2 separate regions of the Gossypium hirsutum genome follow, and region 2 is linked to region 1. Evidence: chromatin contacts called from public Hi-C data. All regions are on one chromosome and are shown on one strand. Each heading gives the region's core, a stretch centred on a gene start, on an enhancer-like site or on the middle of the called end of the contact. The rest is flanking DNA. Distances are from core to core; before and after follow the strand shown.

Region 1 (5,622 bases), core at 1,067-3,566:
TAGTCATTGAGCCGTTAACTGACATTAGCGGTGTAAGATAAGATGACATAGCACGTTAGATAATCATTTCAAACAAAAATTTTAGGTTAATTTATACAACTAGTCCCTGTATTTTTTTTTGAGCAATTTAATTTTTTCTTTTATGTTCTTTTAACTTTATTTTTTTCTTTATTTTTCATTCTCTTCTGCTTCTCCCTTTGTTTTCCTCCCTTCTCCATTTCTTTTAACGTAGTTATTCTATGTTTTTCATTTGTTAAAACTAGTACCTATTCTTTTTTTTTTGAACAATTTAATCTTTTCAAGTGAGGCAAGCTTGTGAACTAATTTTAACAAGTGAAAAATATAGAAAAATTACGTTAAAAGAAATGTAGAAGAAAGGAAAATAGGGGAGAAGCAGAAGAGAATGGAAAATAAAGAAAAAATAAATTTAAAAGAACAAACAAGAAAAAAATTAAATTGCTCAAAATGAAAAAATACAAGGACTAATTGTAAAATTTAACCTAAATGTTTGTTTGAAATGATGATTTAACATGTCACGTCAGCTTAACGTTATACCGTTAATAGTAATTAATGACTTAGTGACTCAAATAAAAATGCACGCTTCATAAAAAAACATTTAGATTTTGAAATAAATAATCATCTAAAGATGAATTTCTTTTGTGTTATAATTGACTAATTGAAATTATCAAAATCCGACAAAATTCGAAATTCAAACTAATTTGGGTCCATTTGTTTACATGTAAAAAGTTTTACGGAAAATATTTTCTGTATTTTCCTGTGTTTGTTTCACAGAAAATAGTTTGGTCAACGGAAAATGACTTACAAATCAAGGTAAAATAAACTCTTTTTTCCTGTAAAATGACTTACCATTTTGAAAAGCGTAATTCATTTTTCGAAAAGAGCTCATCTATAGACAATTTTATTTTTTATAAAAATTAACTTAAATTAAGCTTAATATTATTATATTGATAATAAATTTTATTTTTTAAAAAAATATTTAAAATATTATATTTTTCAATATTATTAAACATACATATTTAATTATTTATATTTAATCATATAATAAATTATTAATATAAAAAATACAATTTATTATTTTAATAAATTATTTAATATTCAATTTTATTTTAATAATAAATTTTAAAAATAATAATTTTAAATAATATTATTCACATATTATTAAAAATAATTAATATTAATATTTTATAATAAATATTTATTACAATTATAAATATATTAATAATAAATGTTTTGTAGTATAAAAGTTAAAATACATCATAAGTCTATGTACACTTCACAGATTTGTAATTTAGTCTCTGTACTTTTATTTTCAAGAATTTAGTCACTTTACTTTTCAAATTTAAAAATTAAGTCTAATTGTTGACATCATTAATTTTTTTGGTCAATTTTGTTGATGTCACATTTTTAAATAAGAAATACTCACTTAGTAGTCATGTAATTAAAAAATAACCTTGTAATGAATCTGAATTTAACATAATATTTTTAATATATGCAAAAACAATGTAAAATATAAAATCATAGATAAAAATAAATTTAATTAAACAATGAAAAAAATAAGAAAATCTCAAATGTATGTTTGTTTAATTGAAAACAACTTTTATGAAATAATTTTAAGAAATTAACCAAATAACAGAAAATATTTTATACAGATTCCTCTAAACATTAGAAAATATTAAATTTTTAAAAAAAGTAAATTATTTTCTAAAAATAATTTTCAGTAAAAAAAATTGAGCTTTAAATTATGAAAGTCAAAGAAAATTTGAATAAAAAAAAAGCGTGTTACCAACCCTCCCATTTACAACCAATTAATTAGGTTAGGTTTGTTATTTTATATTTAGATTTAATTAATTAATTGGATTGAGTTATTTTATATTTTATTAATTGATTGGGTAATTTAATTTAATATTTAAATGTATTTTATATATATTTTTTTTATATTTAGAGTTAGTGGTTATTCCTCTTAATAATGTTATGTTTAAGATTTAAACTTAGATCATTTCCTTTAGAGTTTAATATATTTTATCATTACATCCAACCACTCGTCGGTAATTAATTAGATAATTTAATTGACTTGAATTATTTTATATTTATTATCTTTATAATCTCTTTTTGAAAGTTTACTTTTTAAGCTTGTTATTTGATTTAACCCACTTCCTGATCTCCCCTGTTTAGCACCGACTCGCTGCTAAAGAGAATCTTGAATCTCCCAATGTATAGCCCAAGGGCCAGGATACATGATCCAGTCCACAAATGTCAAAATTCCATAAATACCCTCAATTCTTTAACGGGATAACAAGTAAAGAATAACGTAAAACGGCTAAGCCCTTTTCAGCCATTTCCTCCCCTTTACTCCTCCCTCACAGGGCGTCTACTTCCCCACCAAGGCTTTCCCTTCACTGATTCGATCCTCCGCAAATTCGTACGGTCTTCCATTTCTTTCTTTTAAAAAGAAACTATCATTCTAATTTCATTTTTTTCTTAAATTAATTTTTTTATTTACTTTTTAATTTCCTCTCATTTACCTTAATTTTTTCTTCATTCTTGTGTGCCTAGATGAAATAATCATGAATTTATCGATGTGTTTTTTTTTTGAACTTTGACGCTTTAGTTTTCCCGATTGATTTGTCACTCGATTTCATTTAAATTTTGTTTTAATTGTTTCTTCGTCTGGTTAAATTGTTGATATGGCTCAGGTGAAATTTTTTAGTTACATTGGTGATATTAATATGATTGAAACCGTTTTGGCCTACATTCTGAACTTAAATTTATAGCTTTGAGTCATGCATTGAATGTAATTCGTTTTGTAATTTTCTGATTGATTTGAACATTGAATTTTGATTATTAATTTTGTTGCAGGAATCATATTTCCAGTCTTACCGTTCTCGCCGAAGTTTAATATCGGTAATTTGAGATTTATCTGTTTCTGTTTCGATTGCCTTTCTTTTTACATTTGTTAATTCTGATTTGGTTTTTTGCGCAGTTTTGTAGCTATTTTTGGTTAGCTTCTTCTTAGAAGAGTTTTTTCGTTCTATCACATGAATTATATGAAATGCCACTTTGAAATAGATTGTTGATATTAAGTTGTAATTTTGATTATCATAAGCTTTGGTTCATAAGAAGTTCAATACACGGACAAGTACTTTAACCTCGTTGGAAATTAACTTATTTGATATATACCATGCAAACCTGTAGACCATTCTCATCTTCAATGTTGATACTAATTTGTTTGCGCTGAGACTCAGATTTGTCTTCTCGACTTTGTTTCTGTTTATGTTTGGTAGGACTAGGACGGATGGAGATGGGGAAGGATGGAAAATATTTTAATCCAATGGCTGAGATTAGAACTTCTTCCTTTGTCCACCCTTCCTACCAAATGAAGTATAAAAGTCTAAAATAATCTGGAATATGTAAATCAACAAACTAGGCTTTTTCCCAACATGTATGTGGGGTTGGCTATACGATATATATTTCACCGCTATACTTATTCAAGACTGTGGTCTCAGTAAGCTTATTGAAATTGAAGTTCTTCTTCTTCCTTTTATTCATTTGTTTATCTTTTGTGATTTCTACTGCATCCTTCTTGGCCTCATTCCCCTGTCTTGAAATTGGTTTCTGTTGTTAAAATCATATCTTTCCATTTGGGTATATTGAAGTATTTACAGATCTAAACTACCTTAAATCTGTTTTTTCCTCATTTGTACTCAATGCTTCTGCAGTTGCGGAATTGATTTAAACACTTTTTAGCATGTGATCTTTCCTTGTGCCAAAGCTATATGTCTAGTTTTATGGATTTTAAGTTAATAGACTAAAAACTCTTCCAAATGTATTTAGACTAGTCCTATTCTTATTAAGCTTTCAGTTTTGCTCTCCTATTTAACTATAATAGTGAATGAGCATATGCTCTATGTTGGTCTTGAAGCCAATTCATTGTGATATGCATTTTCTAGAATTAGTACCATTTTATGCAAACCTATCTTTTCTAATGCATTTGAGATTGTACCAAATGAAAAACCATGCAACTGTGGAGTTATCTTTCCTCCCATATATTCTGCACTTTCCTCCTCTTCCCTAGTTTATTTGAACATGTACTTTACCTTTCATGCTGTTCATGCCTTTGCTGTGCCGGCATGAGTTGCATTTGTGAATATGTTAGCTGCATTTTTTAGGTCTTAATAATTCTTTTTTTGCTGCCACATATATTAAGTTCTTTGAAATTAGAATTTTTCACTGATACAAATTCTTAATTGCTTTTTTGCAGGTACTCTTGTAGCAAGATTCTAATATAACAATTTATACAGTGGATAGAAGTAAAAATGGAATTGCATAGCCTGAAAGATTCATCTGATCGTGTTGCAAAGAAGCGAAAGGTGTCCTATTCTAAAACACATGAAGTTACAGACCTGATTGTTCAGGAAATCAGTAAGGTAATCAAGGTGATGCAGTCAAGCACCCTTGAATATCAATCAGAACTAGCTGAATTGAAGAAAAAGTTACAGGAAGTTTCTCCACTCAATCAGCTAGAAGGTGCCCAAAAGGAACTGAATATAGCACTGATAAAGTATCCGAAAGCTCTTGAGAAAGTCTTTAATCCTGATATATCCAAGGCTTATCGAAATATTGAATTTGATTCCCCTATAGTTAACCAAATAATTGCCAGCCATTTCTACAGGCAAGGGCTGTTTGAGGTTGGTAATTGTTTCATAACTGAGGCTCAGGATGCAGAAGCTGCTGTTGCTATGAGATCACTTTTCCAGGAACTTTATCAAATGCTCGAAGCCATGAAGAGTCGGAACCTGGAGCCAGCCCTGAAATGGGCAGCTGCGAACTCTAATAAACTGAAGGAAAATGGTTCGGACCTTCAGCTGAGAATCCATCATTTGCAGTTTGTGAAAATATTACAAAAGGGAAGCAGAGATGAAGCACTCAAGTACGCAAGAACCAACTTTGCTTCTTTTGCCGGAAACCATATGGCTGAAATCCAGAAACTCATGGGGTGCCTCTTGTATTCTGATAGACTTCATGAGTCCCCATATGCTCATTTATTATCGCCAACCAATTGGGATACAGTAACCAATGAACTAACCAGGCAGTTCTGCAATCTTCTGGGGCAATCATACGAGAGCCCATTGAGTGCCACAATAGCGGCAGGAATTCAAGGCTTGCCTCCTCTTCTCAAGTTTATGACTGTTATGGTAGGGAAGAAGCACGAATGGCAATCTATGAATCAGTTACCCGTGCCGGTAGAGTTAGACAAGGAGTTCCAATTTCATTCAGTATTTGTCTGCCCTGTAACCAAGGAGCAATCAACTGACGATAACCCACCAATGCTTATGTCGTGTGGTCATGTGCTGTGCAAACAGTCTATCAACAAGATGTCAAAGAATGGCTCGAAAACTTTCAAGTGCCCATACTGTCCAACTGATATTGATTCGACGCAATGCAGGCAGCTGATTTTCTGATGTAAAACCCAACTATAGTCATGAGGTTATATTAAAAAAAAAAAGTTTCCTTTACTGAATTGATAGTCTGGAGAACTAGTAATTGGTGCGATGTGGCGGATGTGAAATGATGGCAATGCAGGTCACTGGTCAGTGATGGTGT
Region 2 (5,622 bases), core at 828-3,327, 240 kb before region 1:
TTGAATGTAGTCCAGGCAGCTAGCATGTGGTGGATTTAGTTGAGAATTCCTGCTCTTGCAGGAATTGAGATCTCACTGACATCCTTTGCATGCATGCACTGGCAATCATTCATCTAAAAGATGAGTTCTCAGAGACCTATGTACAAACCTAATACACCAAGCAAACCCAAATTCAAATTTACTCCAACTTTATAAGGCCAGTAAAGGGTCCTAAACAATGGGTCTCTTTGTTAAACATGCTGCTAATACTGCTTCCTACACTAAGAAGGCCACCTGGCAGACCTATTAAGGTGAGAAGAAAAGAACTTGATGAACCACAAACAACAAAAAGGTTGAGCAAGAGAGGGGTGGACATGAGGTGCAGTAAATGCAAAAGAATAGGCCACAATAAGAGGAGTTGCAAAGGGGAAGTTGGCCAAAACATTCCAGTAAGTCATTTGTCTTAAGTTATATTGCTTCTGTTTATGAATTTGTTTGACAGATTTTACTTGTTCCTGTAGGTCAAAAGACATAAAGTTGGTGTTCACAACCAAGTGGTTGCCCCAACTTCGCAACAGGCTACCCCAAATCAGCAAGAGAGTACCCTAACTCAGCAGGCTGCCCCAACTCATCAGTAAGCTGCCCTAACTCACCAAAAAGATGTTGCCTCAAGAGAAAAAGCTCCCATTCAAGAGAAAACCAACCACTGTTAAATGGATGCCTCCTACTCAAGAGTCATCCATGATAGACCAATGATGCTAGTGTGAACAGACCTTATTTTGTTAACTTTTTGAATTTGTGTAAATTTGTCTGCTACTGATTTATTAACTTAAGCAAATTAATTTTTGTAAATTTGCCTATGATTGCTACTGTTGATAAATTTAGGCATATAGTTACAATTTATTTTTTTTGTAAATTTTCCTACAATTTACATCTGTTCAGTTGTGTTGAATTGTAGGAAAATTTGGCAATGTTTTGCCCCTTCATTCCTTTTGTAAACAGTTTGACATTTTGCCTTAATATATAAGCATTGATCCATGCAATTTGTGTTATCTCTTCTAACATATGAGTATTGAAAAAACAAATGTGTGAGAATTGAGAAATACAAATATATATTTTTTCATCTGTTATCTTTTTTGATATATGAGTATTGAGAAATACAAATGAAATGAAGATTAAACATTCTTTCAAGTCTATCAACTTTGAAATGAAATCAAATATTACAAAACAACTTTCTAACTATTGTAAGCAACAATACTATTACAAAACAATTTGTAAGCAACAACCACATATTATATCCCATTTCAAGTCTTTCAAGTTTGTAAACAACAACATGAGCTGGTTAGCCATGTATGCCAGTAGCCATGTATAACAACATAAGCAATAATATACCAGTAGCCATGTATAACAACATAAGCAACAATATACCAGCAACAATATTACAAAATATAAGCTGGTTTTCAATGCTAACAACAACAACATAAGCTGATTTAAAGTTTAAAAGACAACAACACAGTTACAAATACAAGCACCAAAAACCATGTTTTTCTTTCCCTCCTCCTTGTATCCTTTAATGTCCTCACTTTTTTTAGAAGACCTAACAACACAATTCGTGAACGGGGTGTCAATGGTGGATCAAATCAGGTGAAAAACCGACATGGTTTTCGAAATCCACTGCCAAATTTCTTACACCCAAAAAACCTCCTACCTAGGTTGTCATTGGATCAAGACGTGTTTAATTTGGCTAGGTTTCCACAATAGCACACTGGGATCACTTCAGGCATCTCCATTTTTCCTTTCCTCCTTTTTCTTTTCCTCTTCTTTTTTTTCTTTTTTCTTTTTCTCTAACCTTAAAATGGTGCTAGTAGGACTGTTAAATTGAGAGTAATCGACCAACTGGAGGGTTTTTTTACACCAAAGACACCGTCATCTACCATGTCACTTTTGCCATGACGTTTGTGATGAAAAATGGCAAAAAAGGACTGTTTTGTAACTTTTTGAAAGTTAAGTGACTGAAATAAAACTTAGATGACTGTTTTGTCAGTTACACTAAAGTTGGGTGACTATTTGTGGAATTTACCCTAAATTTTTTAAAAAAAACCTACTAAGTATGTATAAAATTCTGAAAATACCTTCATCTATTAAAACCATTTATTTCCTCTAACCGATAAAACCTAACACTGAAACTCCACTCTTAATTTTTCCAACAATGGCTTCCACCATCTCAAAGATCCCCACTCACTCCATCTTCAAACTCCTCGTTTCGTCCTCACCCAAGCCACCCGTTTCCTGCTTCATTTCCACCGCCACCGCCACCGCCACTGCCGAGAACCGGACCCAGAAACTCGAACGCATCGCCGACGAGCTTTTAGATCTTACAAAGCTCGAACGCTACGACTATTCCATACTCTTCCGTCTTAAACTCGGCCTCAACCGCTACGGACCCTCCGTATCCGGAGTATCCTCCGCCGCCGCTTCGGCACCGGGAACCGGATCCAGCGCAGCCGAAACGAAAACGGCGGAAAAGACGGCGTTTGATATAAAGCTGGAGAAATTCGATGCGGCGGCCAAGATAAAGATAATAAAAGAAGTGAGGACGTTTACGGAATTGGGTTTGAAAGAAGCTAAGGATATGGTGGAGAAAGTTCCGGTTGTGGTTAAAAAGGGAGTAACAAAAGAGGAAGCTGAGGCCATTATTAAGAAGCTCCAAGAATTGGGTGCTACTGTGGTACTTGAATGATTTTATATATTTGACTAAAGGTGTAGAATAATTGTTGTTTTGATGAAATGGGAACTAAAGTTTTTGAGGATATTGTTGTTATTGGCATTACCAATAGAATTTGAAAGTGAGAAACTTTGCTGAAGTCAATTTGATCCATTGATTGGGTTTGTTTTGAAATAGTTTAGTTTTGGGTGTATTGAAATGAATGGATTAGGATGGATTAATGGTAGTACCTGTAGTTCACCTTCTATTTGAGAATGGTGGTGGCCGGTGCCAATGCCCGTTGGCGTTGGGCCCCTTTAAAATTCAATTTGACTTGTGATTATGCTTCATTGTTAGTTCACTCTAATATTTGTGCTCTGATATCAATTAAGGATTTTTATAATTTCATGTTTCATAATCTATAATCATATTTGAACGTCGAGCGAACTTGAATAAAGAAAGATTCAGCCACCTTTCTGGGATTAAGTTATCGATTGAGCTCAAGTCTTTTGCTGCTTTGCAATTATGCCCTTAATGCATTATATTAAATTCAGAAACTATAAGTTAAACGCAGTTTTAAGTATTACAAATGGGAAACTGACACGATCTTCAGATCTTGAAATCAACCAAAAAAAGAATATATTATTTATCATATTCTAAAAGCACTGTTAATTACAAATCGCCTATAAACTAAGTGGCTTATGGCAATAGCGATAATAAACTAGAAATCGTAACAAAAACCTAGGCAATATCTAATTTACACTAGATGAGGTTCAGCCCTAGTTAGCACTTTCTGCTAAAGGAGCTCATTTTTCGAGTTCCCCACCTGCCCATAACTATCACCTCAAGAAAACGTTATGCGTCTAATCTTGAAGTGGCAACCGCAGGAGTTGGCCACATGAACTAGTACACTCAGCTGGCATCTGTTGGAAGCTTCATTTAAATGCTCTATCGGCAGTAATTCCACTTCCATCCGCTACCAATTTCTTCACGTAATACTTAGATTTACGAAATAGATTAATCTTTTTCCTCCTTTCATCTGGTATCATGTCGATGCTACACTCCGTAAACCCACGCCTTACAAACCTGCTAAAACCACATTGTTTTATATATCATATCCTGGACATCAGATGGAGAATATTCAATATAACTCAACTCCCCCCCTTTATCCAGATTACAAGGTTGCTTCAAATTTATCTAAAAGGTGAAAGAAAATAATTCCATGTTTGAAATGATGTAGTGGGAAAAAAATACAGACCAATCAGCAGTCCGAGTTGTCAGAAGGAAAAGCCTACCCAATCCGAGTGAGGACGCCTTCTTCTCAATATAATCTGCAGATATTTGATTATTAGGAATGATATTGGTTGGTTGATCACAAAAAATTTCCCAGAATTTTGTATCACATCAAAGTGATGCTAATTAGAACAACATTCATAATCAGATTCAAATCCAGCATCATTCCACGATTAGATAGTGAGAACTAAACTAATCAGCAAATCTTTTGTATGCAATCCATCCTACAGTCAAAAAAGGTACTTTGTCGGGTGAGCATTTCTAATAAGATCAGAATTGACAGGTTCTTGCATTGCGTTGCTTTTCAGCTTCAACAGAATAAGTAGCAGAGTACAATCATGTCTAATATGACATAAGCAGTGAAGATAGAGATTTTCACTATCATACCAAGCAATTTATCCCCCTGTCCTTGTCCTCGGCACTCGGGAGAAACTGCAATGCAAGCAACTTCTCCACACTTCTCCTTGAAGAAAGGAAAAAGAGCAGCACAAGCAATGATTTGACCTTCCCTTTCCATAACAGCGAATGAATCTATGGCCTTAAGCAGCTGCACAAACAAAAAGTGACAACAACTTAATTTTCAGGATTTCGGCTCCAGGCCTTTAGCTCAGAAGAATAAAAGCCTTTTTCCCCTTCCCATTTTTGTTCTTCAGTAAGATTTAAAGCCAAGGCCAATTTTAATGATTCTGATCTTTACAACTAAACACCCAAGAACCAGTAGAAGAAAAAAAACACATCATAGAAGAAGAATAAATAAATGAGATAGTTAGGTTAAAGAAAACTCTAAAGGACCTTAATACTGACCTCATCCTCGGTCCTGCGAACCAATGTGCCGGACTCTTCCAAAGGTTTTATGATTTGCTTGATGCCAGCGAGATCTGTTACCTTAGCCATTCTAGCCCCTTCATATAGATCACTGAATAACAAGCAAAGCTAAAGTCAGCAAATTGAACACAAGACAGAATAATGACCTATCAGATCTTGCAACAGTATTTCAAATAAACTAACAAATTTCAGCCACGATACTTGTGATCCCTAATCCTTGGAAAAAGTATGTGGGAACAACATATACCTCCAATTTGTCTGTTGTCAAATGTTATGAAACTGATTGCTGCTTAATGCAAGACCAACTATTCAAAAGAAATCATGGTTACTAGGAGTGCCTCTGGTGTATCAGATAATTTGAATAATATATAAATACTTTACTGAACACTTGCACCTTTTTTTTTTCTATGGAATACTGAATGCTTAAACTAAATTACATATAACATTCATTTTAGGTTTAACTATGCATCTAAGGCAGAACCCAACAAATCATCCAAACTAGCCATCTGAAAAGCAAATAATAAGAACTCACTAATCAAATGCAGATGCATAGGGAATTAACTATATTTGGTAATGCCTGTCAGCCAATGCCTATTTTCCCACAAGGTTAACCAACAAGTTCACTGCAAAGATTGAATACCTGGCCACCATTGTCCCCATTCCGTCTCGTTTGAATAGTTCCAATAATAGGACCCCACCAATAGTGCCATCTAACAAATGAACTCTTTGTACACCACCCTGACATGAAGCAGAAAACGGAATCGGCTTACTGTTCTCTCTCTCTCTCTCTTTTTTTTAGGCATCCGAATATACTAAGGTGG

What was found. A called contact is a pair of places that touch in the nucleus more often than the background predicts.
Region 2: a Hi-C map of leaf shows a contact between it and region 1, with 2.3 times the contacts expected there. The contact joins the promoter of LOC107914346 here to the promoter of LOC121208262 in region 1. A contact is called at or near these places in 7 of 34 Hi-C or Micro-C datasets (callus and leaf).

What each region holds. Positions count from the first base shown.
Region 1 is chrA10:17,290,326-17,295,947 of Gossypium_hirsutum_v2.1, reverse strand. It overlaps LOC121208262 (protein RMD5 homolog), which reads left to right and starts at 2,316. Exons shown (of 3, transcript XM_041078805.1): 1 at 2,316-2,440; 2 at 2,878-2,922; 3 at 4,280-5,622. The coding sequence starts at 4,335. The coding sequence ends at 5,480.
Region 2 is chrA10:17,525,339-17,530,960 of Gossypium_hirsutum_v2.1, reverse strand. It overlaps LOC107914346 (50S ribosomal protein L7/L12), which reads left to right and starts at 2,077. Exons shown (of 1, transcript XM_016843240.2): 1 at 2,077-2,843. The coding sequence starts at 2,189. The coding sequence ends at 2,719. LOC107914345 (probable amino-acid acetyltransferase NAGS1, chloroplastic) reads right to left here. Exons shown (of 10, transcript XM_041078809.1): 6 at 5,442-5,539; 7 at 4,781-4,892; 8 at 4,364-4,523; 9 at 3,979-4,014; 10 at 3,300-3,769. The coding sequence ends at 3,762.